Regions from separate parts of the Mus musculus genome. Here region 1 is linked to region 2. A link is a contact called in public ChIA-PET data. All regions are on one chromosome and are shown on one strand. Each heading gives the region's core, a stretch centred on a gene start, on an enhancer-like site or on the middle of the called end of the contact. The rest is flanking DNA. Distances are from core to core; before and after follow the strand shown.

Region 1 (5,737 bases), core at 336-2,835, 200 kb before region 2:
TGTGAATACAGCAACACAAAAACGGGGTAAAGAAGTGGTCTTCTTGACCAAAGTGTGGACACTTAACCCCTTCCTAGAAATGGGAACAAAACACCCATGGAAGGAGCTACAGAGACAAAATTTGGAGCTGTGACAAAAAGATGAACCATCTAGTGATTGCCATATGCAGGGATCCATCCCATAATCAGCTTCCAAACGCTGACACCATTGCACACACTAGCAAAATTTTGCTGAAAGGACCCAGATATAGCTCTCTCTTGTGAGACTATGCCGGGGCCTAGCAAACACAGAAGTGGATGCTCACAGTCAGCTATTGGATGGATCACACGGCCCCCAATGCAGGAGCTAGAGATATTACCCAAGGAGCTAAAGGGATCTGCAACCCTATAGGTGGAACAACAATATGAACTAAGCAGTACTCCGGAGCTCTTGTCTCTAGCTGCATATGCATCAAAAGATGGCCTAGTCGGCCATCACTGGAAAGAGAGGCCCATTGGACTTGCCAACTTTAGATGTCCCAGTACAGGGGAACGCCAGGGCCAAAAAGGGGGAGTGGGTGGGTAGGGAATTGGGGGGGGTGGATATGGGGGACCTTTGGGATAGCATTGAAAATGTAAACGAGGAAAATACCTAATTAAAAAAAAATTAAAAAAAAAAAAGAAGTGGTCTTCTTGGATTTTTTTTGTTTTTGAGGGCTTACTAATTAGCCTGGCTAGCCTGGGTTACACTGGCCTGCCTCTCTCCCAGGTGCTACCTTGCTTCTTGAAATGGAAACAGAAGTAAAATTTAGATGCTGAGGTCACCATGCAAATACCACTTATTATAAATACCAAATTATTTCTGACTATTTTAACAGTAAGAATAATCATACCCCACACTTGTAGTGCATTGACTCACCACGAACCTGCTATTAACTGCTTCACATGGATTGTCTCATTGATGCCTGCCAACATCTTATAAGAAGGTATTACTTAGCCTTAATTTACAAAGAAGAAATCGAACACTGCTAATTCGAACACCAAACAACTGGCAAGTAGTGGATCCAGGATTGGTAGTGAAGCATTTCATGAGCAACTCACTGCTTTGTACCTTTACAGCTTCTTTCTTCTGCTGTAAGCCTTCCCCACATTCTATTTCTCATCACAGTAATTCAAAACCACACTTCCCGGAAGGCGGAGGCAAGCTTTATTTCCCAGCCCTTGAGAATCGTTCAGCGTTTCTGGACTGAAATGAGTGACACAGTAGGAATCGTTTTTTAACGCACTTGCAATGGGCCGGCGTGGGCAGACGCAGCCTGATCTGCGAAGGCTGCAAGTACACTGAGACGCGGTCTCCTTTCCAGCCAGTTTCCAGGGATGTCCAGAGCCACCCGTTTGCAGCAGCCTAGAGGACCAGCCGCCGCCTTTTCCTCCGGTTATAAATCCAAGCCCCGCAGCCACAGAGTCAGCAGGGTGGAACTACTCTCCGATCTTCGCCCTTGCTCCCGCCCCTGGGGAAAGCAAGCTCCTTACCGTCAGTGTACAGTCCTCTCCGTGGAAGCACGTGTGACACCCGACTTGGGTGCAGCCATCTTCCCGGAAGTGAACTTTGGCCCTTCTAGGATGCAGAAACCATAGAGACGTCCTGACAGTAGCCACTCCCCTGGATGTTTGCCACGGAAACTGAGTTCCAGGCTGGGTGCTAGTTTCCTTCCTGCAGTTGTTGGAAGCCAATGCGCCGCCCTAACCTCTGTTTCGGGTCCCCCACCCCCACCCCCACCCCCGACCCTATCCTGAGCTTTCCGGAGTTAGTGCCTCCCTTGAGGCAAGGACACTCAGGCTCTGCGTAGCGGGATCAGCACTGGTTGCACACTACCTTGTCCCTTTCGTACTGGGAACACAAGAACACTTAAGACTCGACCCTTAACTTGGAGGAGCATGTAGACTTGCTCCAAGAAGAGGAGACGAAAAGGGGTCCAGGGCACCGGAGCTGCAAGTACACCATTCCCACCAGCAGTTGTAGGCTTCTGCGGCCGGCCGGCCGCCCAAAAACAAGGGAAAAGAGCGTTTCATATTGCCTCCCCATATGGGAATAGCCATTTGCTTGTTATCTAGAACGCAATTACGGCAAAGGATATAATAAAGAAAATACACTGAGGGCAGAAGAGATAGCTAACCCATTAAGAGTGTTTCAGATTGAGTTCCCAGCACCCATATGGATTCCAGAGGATCCAACACCTTCTAACTTCTGAACTGCAGATGCATACATGCAGGCAACGCACACACACATATAAAATTACATCCTTAACAATTAATTAAAAAGAAAAGAAATTACAGTGGGGGATCTTCAAGAGCATCCAAGTCTAGTTACCAGTATCCATGTTGGGTGGTGACACATGCCTTTAATCCCAGCACTCGGGAGGCAGAGGCAGACGGATTTCTGAGTTCGAGGCCAGCCTGGTCTACAAAGTGAGTTCCAGGACAGCCACGGCTATACAGAGAAACCCTGTCTCGAAAAACAAAACAAAACAAAAACAACAACAAAAAAAGATGCACAGTATCCATGTTGGGTATTCACAGGTACCTGTAAACTCCAACTCCTGGGGACCCATGGCCTCTGCTGGTATCTATAAACATATACACAGGCCCACTCACAGAAACACATAATTAAAAATGAATCTTTAAAAAAGCAAAACAGAACAAAACAAAACAAAACCCATGATAGCAGAAACAGAGATGCAATGGGTGAATTCTGAAAATCATCCTACTACCCTGACCATGTCAAGAGAACGGGAGTCTTTTGTAACAAAAGAGTTATCTGGTCACATCTGTGTATCATTTGTGTGAGGCCCATATTAGGATAGTGTCTTAATTGTTGTGAAGGAACAACATGACCAAGGCAACTCTTCTAAGGAAAAAAAATTTAATTGGGGCTGGATTACAATTTCAGAGGTTCAGTTCATTATCATCGTGGTGGGAGGCATGGCAGCCTGCAGGCAGACATGGTGCTGGAGGAGCTGAGAGTTCTACATCTTAATCCAAAGGCAGGAGACAGGGACTGCCTTCTGCAGGCAGCCAGGAGGAGACTGGAATTCCACATTGAGCAGAGCTTAATCATGGGAGACACACACATCCTCTGCCAAGGCCACATCAATTCTAACAAGGCCACACCTCCTAATATTGCCATTCATTTTGGGCCAAACATTCAAACACATGATTCTATGGGGGCCAAACCTATTCAAATTCAAATCACCACAGGCAAATAGGAGCATCTCACTATCCTGCTAACCAATACATTTTTATAGCACCTCCTATAGTAGTTTGAGTACAAATGTCGCTAGGCTCTTATGTTTAAATTCTTGGTCCCCAGGTGGTGGAACTGTTGGGAAAGATTAGGAGGCATGGCCTTGATGGAGGAGCAGTGTCACTTTGAGGTTTCAAAATCCAATGTCATTCCCAATACTTTTCTCTCTGTCTTGTGCCTGTGGATCAGACATGAGCTCTCAGCTACTACTCCAGTGCTGTGTCTGCCTGTTTGCTTCTGTGCTCTTTCACGGTGGTCATGAACTCTAATCCAAAAAGGAATAGACAAGGCCAGCATGTCCTTAGATCCAGCTCTAGGTGTTTGCAGAGGGTATCACAGATGCTTGGTGTGTGTTATGGTGTGCATGTGTGCATGCCTGTGTTCATAGCACGTGGAAGGTGAAACCAGGAGAATCAGGAGTTTAAAGTCATACTTAGCTCTTCAGCAATTTCAAGGCCAGTCTGGTTACATGAAAACCGGTCTTAAGGGCAGAGCCAAGCCCATGCTCATGGATCACAGGTCATGTGGAGCCCAGTTGTTAAAGAATCGATCCTTCTGCCTTTATCCTTGCTGTTTTGCCTCTCTATTGGTTTCCTTGTTGCTTTATGAACAAAAGAGTTTTGCTACATAGTCCTGGCTAGCCTAGAACTTACTTTGTAAATCATGTTAGCCTTGAATTTGTAGCAATCTTTTGCCTCTACCTTTCCCCATCACCAAGCCCAGTCACACATTGTGGGTTTTACTGCTGAGATTTTACAGACAGGCTCTCAATTTCCTTCTTTTCTACTGGAATCAGGCATGATGGGACATACTTTATAATCCCACGTGACTTGGGAAGCTGGGGCAGGGGGATGGCTACAATCTCTAGGTTAGCCTGAGGTATGTAAAAAGACTATGTGGAAAGAAAGAAGGAGAGAGAGAGGAGAGAGAGGAAGAAGAAGAAGAAAGAGGAGGAGGAGGAGGAGGAGAAGAAGAAGAAGAAGAAGAAAGAGGAGGAGGAGGAGGAGGAGGAGGAGAAGAAGAAGAAGAAGAAGAAGAGGAAGAGGAAGAAGAAGAGGAAGAGGAAGAGGAAAAGAGAGAGAGAGAGAGAGAGAGAGAGAGAGAGAGAGAGAGAGAGAGAGAAAGAAAAAGAAAAAGAAAAAGAAAAAGAAAAAGAAAAAGAAAAAGAAAAAGAAAAAGAAAAAAAATTGCTGGACAAGGTGGTTTATGACTTTAATCCCAGAATTCAAGAGGCAAAGACAGGCAGATCTCTGTGAGTTCAAGGCCTCTCTGGTCTACAGATTAAGTACCAAGACAGTCAAACTTGTATAGTTAGATCCTATCTTTAAAAGAAAAAAAAAGTTAGGTGCATAGAAAGAAGGTTAGAGAGATGACTGGGTGGTTAAGAGCCCTTGTCTTTCTTGTAGAGGACCTTGGTTCTGAATTTCATTCCCAGCATGCATTTAGTAGCTCATCAACTATCTATTTCTAGAGGACAATTAACCCTCTTCTGGCCATCTTCTGACCTCCAAGGCTAAAACATTCCATCTTACAGCTTGCTAAATCAGAAGGTAAATAACTCAAAATAGCCCCAGGAAGTCCCCAGAAGACAAATGTGGCAAGATTTGTGTCAAGCTGGAGATGCTAACACAAAACTGTTTAAAGCCAGATTGTGTGTTAAAGGGCTTCTTGACAGTCTTAAAGCCTGAGGACAGTTCACAGAGGTCATCCATGATAGAACAATACAGGGGGATCTGATCAAGCCTGTCTCAAGGGTGGATCGTTATCTCCCAGGTTAAGGAGGGTACATTTCTCTCCATCAAAAAGTTATGCTGGGGGTGGAGATGGTTTTCCCAGCCTGGAATTCCCCCCAACAGCCAGGTATGGTGAAAGAGGAGGCAACAGTTACAGAGAGTCAGCAAGTGCAGTGGGGGAAGAACAACAGAGCCATATTCCCCTTTGGTCCTGAGTAAGTCAGCTGAAGTCAGACTGTCTTCTTTTTACCTCCCATCTCTTTAAGCTGCCCCAGCAATTTAACATTGTGCTGTGCCAGAAATCCAAGGAGGGCACCTGGACCCTAACACCTAGCAGAGGGCTCCAAGCCCTCTTTATGTCTTTCTTACCATCCTTTCCTACTTTTGGGACCCATTCCTCTTGGGAGCACAGATGCCAGCCAAGCTCACTATATAGATGAAACAGCCACCGGTCTACCTAGCACCTTGGCACTTTGCGTCCTATGCTTCCATGAATGATGTAAATCCCATGGATGGGGTCTCTGGCCCTGGGGACTTCATTGGTGTTCTCTGTAAACCGTTTGGGGCTCAGATGAGCTTGGCAGGACCATCTGTCTTTCAGGTAGCCACTCCTTCACCTAGCCTTTCTCTCTCCTCCTTCCTAGCTCACCATGTTCAAGCCTTGGACCCTTCCTGGTAGCCTCAAGTCCCTGACAACTTGGGCTCTGGTGACCATGATCATC
Region 2 (5,971 bases), core at 2,580-5,079:
TCTCTTACTCCTTCAACCTCCCTGTGCTAACCATCAACAGCTGGCTGAAACACTGACATAGCAGCTGTCTTCATCTCTAGTGGCCTTGTTTGGCCCTGGCCGCCCATCACCTTCTGAAACATTGTAGCCATCTTCATCTCCTGCCGCCTGGTCAGGCCCTCACCACCCTGTCAGGTGAGATTGTTGCTTCTAACTCCCCAGTGTAATCAAATCTTATTCAGAATAAAACCTTAGAGCCTTGTGAGAGCCACAGGGGCCCCTTAAGTCACGTCACCCTTCTGACCTCTCTTCTGACCTCTCCATCCATCAATCATCCAGTGAGGCTGCTTCCTCACTGCTCAGTCTTCAGACACATCAAACATCCTCCCATCTCAGAGTCTTTGCCCCTGCTGTAACTTTCAACCCAAAAGCTTTCCCTCCAGCCGTCTGCACTGCTCCCTCTTACAACCATCCAGACCTCTATTCAGATGTCCCCCACCTTCTCTACTGTCCCTGTGTGACATACTGCCTATCCTGCTGCTCTCCATCTCTGCTTGGCTTTCTTCCTAGCATGCATCCTTTCTGTTATCAGTGTGTTCTCTGTATCACTTATGGCACCTGCCTTGTCCTAGAATAGATGCCGCACGAAGGCCAGGAGATATAGGTATATTTGTCACTGTTTATTTCTTCGGTGTTTAACCTCTGGCTCAACACACAATGGTTCTGAAGTGTCTGCACTTTTTGAAAGTGGAGGTTCCCTGAGAGCTTCTCTTAAGCTAAGTAGCATATACCACCGCCACCACACATGATCATCCCACCACTAGATTGTCTGCCATTGCTACTTGTAGTAGGGTTTATGAGCGAGATGCCCATCTGTCTGGGGACCTCTCCCACTCACCCCTGCTTTGGAGACTCAGTAAACTTCACTTAATTTGACTGCCTCTCGTTACCCTGCTGTCTGTGGCTGGTCTGGCCATGAAAGGACACCTTTCTGGAAGACGTGTGGGTAAGCCAGTGTGGCCGGTCATGGATTGGGTTGAGAAAGGCAGAGAGGCCAGTAACTTGGACCTGGTGGGGATGTAGTGGCGGCGACACTCAGTTATGGGACTTGGGTAAAGGGCTCACCTGTCGAGCGAGGGGTTGGGTGAGTATCTCTCCGTAGGGGCTGAGGGGGCACTCTGTGTAATGTTCAAGCAGGTCCTGAAGCTGCGCATGGGCACTGTCTTCACCTAGCACCACGTGGCGCCCATCCCCTAGCTGCGCGAGGAGGAAGTGACGGCAGCAGGTCTGGCTCCTGGAGGGGCCACTTTGAGTCAGACTTGCCATTTCTTCCCCCACCAGGCTGAGAAGGGGAAGAACCCTGAGCCCTCCTTGGAGAGAGTGGGTAAGCACAGGGGCTTGCCCCTTAGCAGGAAGCCCGCCTCCAGCTGGTCAACGAGGACTGCCCCTCACCTGTAGGACAGCACGAAGGTCACAGCACTCTCGCTGAAGCGCACCAGATAGCATCCTAGAGGCTGGGGCTGCAGCAGCCTCTCGGCTTCCCTGGAGAGAAGTGTAGGGCTGGTTTTGACTCTTGCGACCTCGGTTCTGTCTCCTCTCTTAAGGGACCCCTCACCTCCACCCCAAGCAAGCCTACCAAGTCTAAGTGAAGACGAGGGGACAGGGGTCCTACTTAAAAGACCCTGGGCTTCATCTGCAGGGTAGCATGGAGAGGGAGCCGCAGCAGCAACAGACATGGTAGTTAAAGAAATAGAGTTTAGAAGTTGAAAGCTGGAGATAATGAGAGAGAAGAGGATTGAGAAAAGGAGAATCCGGCTGGAGATAAGAGCACTGACTGCTCTTCCAGAGGTCCCGAGTTCAATTCCCAGCAACCACATGGTGGCTCACAACCATCTGCAATGGGATCTGATGCCTTCTTCTGGTGTGTTTAAATAAGTAAATCTTTAAAAAAGAGAGCGAGGAAATGGAGGAGAGAGCTGAGAGATGGAGGCCTGGGAAACGAGAGTCCTCGCTGTCAGGATTTCCCTGACTGACTCAGGACCCTGTGCCTTCCTCTGTGACTCACCTTCTGGTGATGAAGCCATGGAACCAAAGAGGGGCAGTCTTGAGCAAGAGCCAGTGGGCCTGGGTCTTCTGGACCCATGCTCTGGTCTCAGCTTGCAATGACAGGTCACCTTTCCCAGGCACCTCTTCTGCCCTATCGGCATTCCCTAGGACCCAGGCAGTTCCTGGGGCTGAGGCAGAGACCTGGACATGAGAAGTCATGGACAGAAGCGGCCACGATTAGCAGACTTCTAACCCTAAACTGCCTCCTGTTTATCCTCATTCCAGCCCCTCCCCCAGTCTATTTTAGGGTGAGATTGCCCAGAAAGTCCTTTCTAAGGTCACTGACTTAAATTCCTTCTGTATCTTCCATACTGGCCCCAGAGGGCAGGAGATGGTACAGGAAGTCACCTCAGGCCAGGGGAGGGTGACTTCATCTCTAATAAAGGAGACTGAGCTGGTGGGTGAGAGGAAAGGGGACTGAAGAAAGATCTGGAATGCTCTGGGCAAATGGACGTGCTGGCACAGCATGCAGACAGTTGCATTTGGTGTCAGTGTACTGTGTCCTGGTCCCCTGATGACTGGGCCTGAGATTTTTCAGGGCCAGAGAAACTGAGGGCAAGTGGGTAGCTATGTACGGGAGGAAGGAACTCCCCACTTCCTGCTTCCGGTCCCCAGCTTGCATTTTGACATGGGTTCATGTGCACACCCTCATCCTCGAGAGGATGGTGGTGGATGAGGCAGCTGCACCCACCTAGGTTTCTACTCACCACCGTGTGGTTAGTTCTGGGGCTGAGCTGAACCCCCTGTTCCTTCATAACTTGCATGCTGGGCCTGCTCCCACAACTCAAGTTCTGGCATCTCCCCTGGGTCAGGTTCATTGGCTGGAAGGTGTTGAAGGTTGATGAAGTAGCTTCATGATTCCCTGTTGGCACAAGGGAGGCTGGTGGGGTTTCCCAGAGGCAGGCCATCTTTCCCTCCCTTCTTTACTTCAGGCTCTTAAACATCTCCAAAGGGGCTTTTCCCAACAGGGACAGTCATGAGGACAGGAGAAGTGCAAGTGTGTACCAGGGAGGTAGCGGGTGGGAATCCCAGGGATAGGAATAAGGAGTCAAGGTGTTTCAAAGGGACTGGTGGCAAGAGAAGGGTTGTCCGTAAAGGGAGAACCCTGGGGTCTAGGCTGAGCCTCTGAGGCCTGGAAGCCCCGTAGAGAGGTAGTCCCTTAGGCCAGGCCTTCCCTTGATCTCGACTCCTCTGTCTTTCACCCTCCCATTCCAGGCTCCTAAAAATCTCTTGGGATCCTGTCCCCTGCCCTCAGGGATGCAGAGATGTGGAGCCCCAGAGATGGAGTAGAAGCAGTGGACACTAAGGCAGCTCTGGCTTGGGTCAACTGCTTAGCTGTGAAGTGGAGGCTGAGGCTCAGGAAGGGAGCAGAGAGAAAACTTTATACGTACCTTGGGGGCATGGTTGGGCCAAGCAGAACTCCATGGAAGCAGGTGTGGGTGCTCTCAAAGGAGGTGCACACTCGGCAGCTGCTCATCTCTCCTCTCCCTCCTTCCCCCAGGGACAGGAAATGTCGCTTTACCCACCTCCTTTGTCTCGAAAAGGACCCACGTCATGGAAAGTGCAGTAACACACCAGTCCTGTCTCTGGAAGCCAGGCACTTGGGGTAGTGGTGGGCTACTCTGTTAGGTGTGAGGTGTTCTTGCTATCTGACCTTTGTCCCCTTCTCCAAAAGTGTTATAAGGCTTCTCAGAGATTCATACTCAGAAGTTTGCATTGAGAAGATACATGAGGTGAGTGGGGCAGAGCTGCAACAGGAAGGATGTGGGTCAGACCTCTGGAAGGACTTTTGTGTATATACGTATATGTGTCTGTGCTTGTTCAACGTATGTGTTATACCGCAGGTGCACTTGCCTATATGTGTAACAAGGAAACTAAAGGTTGAGGCAAGTGGCTTCCCCAACCATTCTCCACCTTATTGAGACAAGGTCTTTCACTGAGCCTTGAGCTCATAATTTCAGCTAGACTGGCAGGTCAGTTAACCCCCTGGGATTCACTCATCTCCTCTTAAACCAGCACTGGGGCCACGGACATGTGCACACTGAGGTTCCTATCTCAGCCTAAATGCTTGAATAGCAGGGACTTTGCTCACAGAGCCATTGCTCCAGCTGCTGGGGACTCGGTTAGCTATGTGGGACCCACGAGACCTGGGTTAGAGAGGAGGGGCCTGATGTTCATCTTTGAGCAGATGGTGGATTTAGATTAGGGCAACACTAAGCAACCTTAGGGGATTCTCTAACTAAACAGGTCGCTGCTAGGAATGGCAGGATTGGCTGTTGGGGTTGACTCTGAGCTATCTCACAGCTTTGTCCACTGTGTGCTTCCAAGCAAGTAGTTGCTATCTTGGGAGGCTGTGGAGCTTGTAAGAGGTAGGTACCAGAGGCAGGGTATACTGGACAGGCAGGGTCTTCTGCATCTTTTGGCATCTACCCAGGAAACCAGATCCTATGACCTACACCAAAGTATTTAACAGTATTTAGAAATGCAAAAGACAGCATATCTTTTATCCCAGGCCCAGCACTCAGAAGGCAGAGGCAGGGGGATATCTGAGTTTGAGGGAAGCGTGGTTTACAGAGTGAGTTCTAGCGCTGCTAGGGCTATATAGAAAAAAAAAGTGTCTTGGAAAACAAACAAACAAATAACAAAGACCACATCTGGAATATCACAATAGCCAACACCAGACATAGCCATGGTGATAAAGACATCCTGGTGCTGGCATGAAAGGAGAGGGTTATGCCAGTGCAAGAGAGCAGAGACCATGGAAAGAAGCTCACAGAGCTATGTCCCCTTCATTTTTGACAAAGGAGACAAAAGCATATAGGCATAAATTTTTCTCAGCCTACTTTAATAAGCGTTCAACCTCCCCTCTAGCCCACCACCCACCAGAGGTAGTGGAAAAGAAATGTTATTAGGGCATGGGGAAAGTGGACCTGTTTAGAAATAGTTCTTTGGGGGTGTTTCCAATCTTCATTGTCAGGATATCAGTAATCCAGTCCAGTGGCAAACACCAAACATGAGTCAGCAGCTGCACTCCATCCATTCAGCAATCACCACTCACGAATCAGCAACTAAAGTTCAATCCCGAAGAATCCAAAAGGGTTGCCAACCTGCCAGAGGCCGAGGAAATGGCAAGAAGTTGCAGGAACCTCAGGACAAGTTCTTTGGTGAGTTTCTTTTTATGAAGTCACCATAGGCAGAGCTCAGCAATGCAACATAAGGCAAACCAATATATGCATGTTGTCAGCAAAGAATAGTGAGGCAGAGCAAAGCAAACCAATGTTCTAGCTCCCACTGTCTGGGGGGGGGTCATATTTACATCCCTTCATCACGCATCCTTTCACCTGTGTCTGCTTCAGCAAAACATTCTTTCACGTGTCTGTCTAGCAAAACATCCTTTCACCCGTGTGCCCCAGCAAAACATCATTTGACATCACTGACTTTCCAATGAAACCAAAAGTTTCCACTTCAAAAGCATGCAGTGAAAAGAATCCCATGCAACAAACTGTGCTGGCAAAATTAAATATCCATGTGCAAAATAATAAAATTAGATTTACATCTCTCCTTTTAAACACAAATCAATTCAAATTGGATCCAAGACCTTAATTTAAGAATGGAAACGTCTAGAAGAAAACATAAGGAATACTCTGCAAGACACTGGGGAAGGCAAGAACTTTCTGAACAGAATACCAAGGTTGCAGGAACTAGTCCTGAGTATTAAAGATGGCACAACACAAGAATACAAAGTTTCTATACAGTAAAAGGAACTACTAGAAGCCGGGCATGGCTGTACCAACCCCTTGAGGAACACACAGATCTCAATGAGTTCAAAGCCAGCTGGTTTACATGTATCAAACACAAAACAAAACAAAACAAAAATCAACCCCAC

The links. ChIA-PET counts read pairs in DNA pulled down with a chosen protein or histone mark.
Region 1: an RNA polymerase II ChIA-PET map of memory CD8 T cells shows a contact between it and region 2, with 107 read pairs. The contact joins the promoter of Gpatch4 here to the promoter of Sh2d2a in region 2. A contact is called at or near these places in 7 of 39 promoter capture datasets (the 3T3-L1 cell line, embryonic stem cells, liver and 4 more), 4 of 115 datasets of contacts at active chromatin or transcription factors (bone marrow-derived macrophages, effector CD8 T cells, embryonic stem cells and 1 more) and 1 of 9 other capture datasets (adipose tissue).

The regions. Positions count from the first base shown.
Region 1 is chr3:88,038,954-88,044,690 of GRCm38.p6, reverse strand. Gpatch4 (G patch domain containing 4) reads right to left here and starts at 1,585. Exons shown (of 8, transcript NM_001110809.2): 1 at 1,512-1,585.
Region 2 is chr3:87,844,613-87,850,583 of GRCm38.p6, reverse strand. It overlaps Sh2d2a (SH2 domain containing 2A), which reads right to left and starts at 3,829. Exons shown (of 7, transcript NM_021309.3): 1 at 3,477-3,829; 2 at 2,793-2,947; 3 at 2,045-2,226; 4 at 1,432-1,521; 5 at 1,105-1,273. The coding sequence starts at 3,510.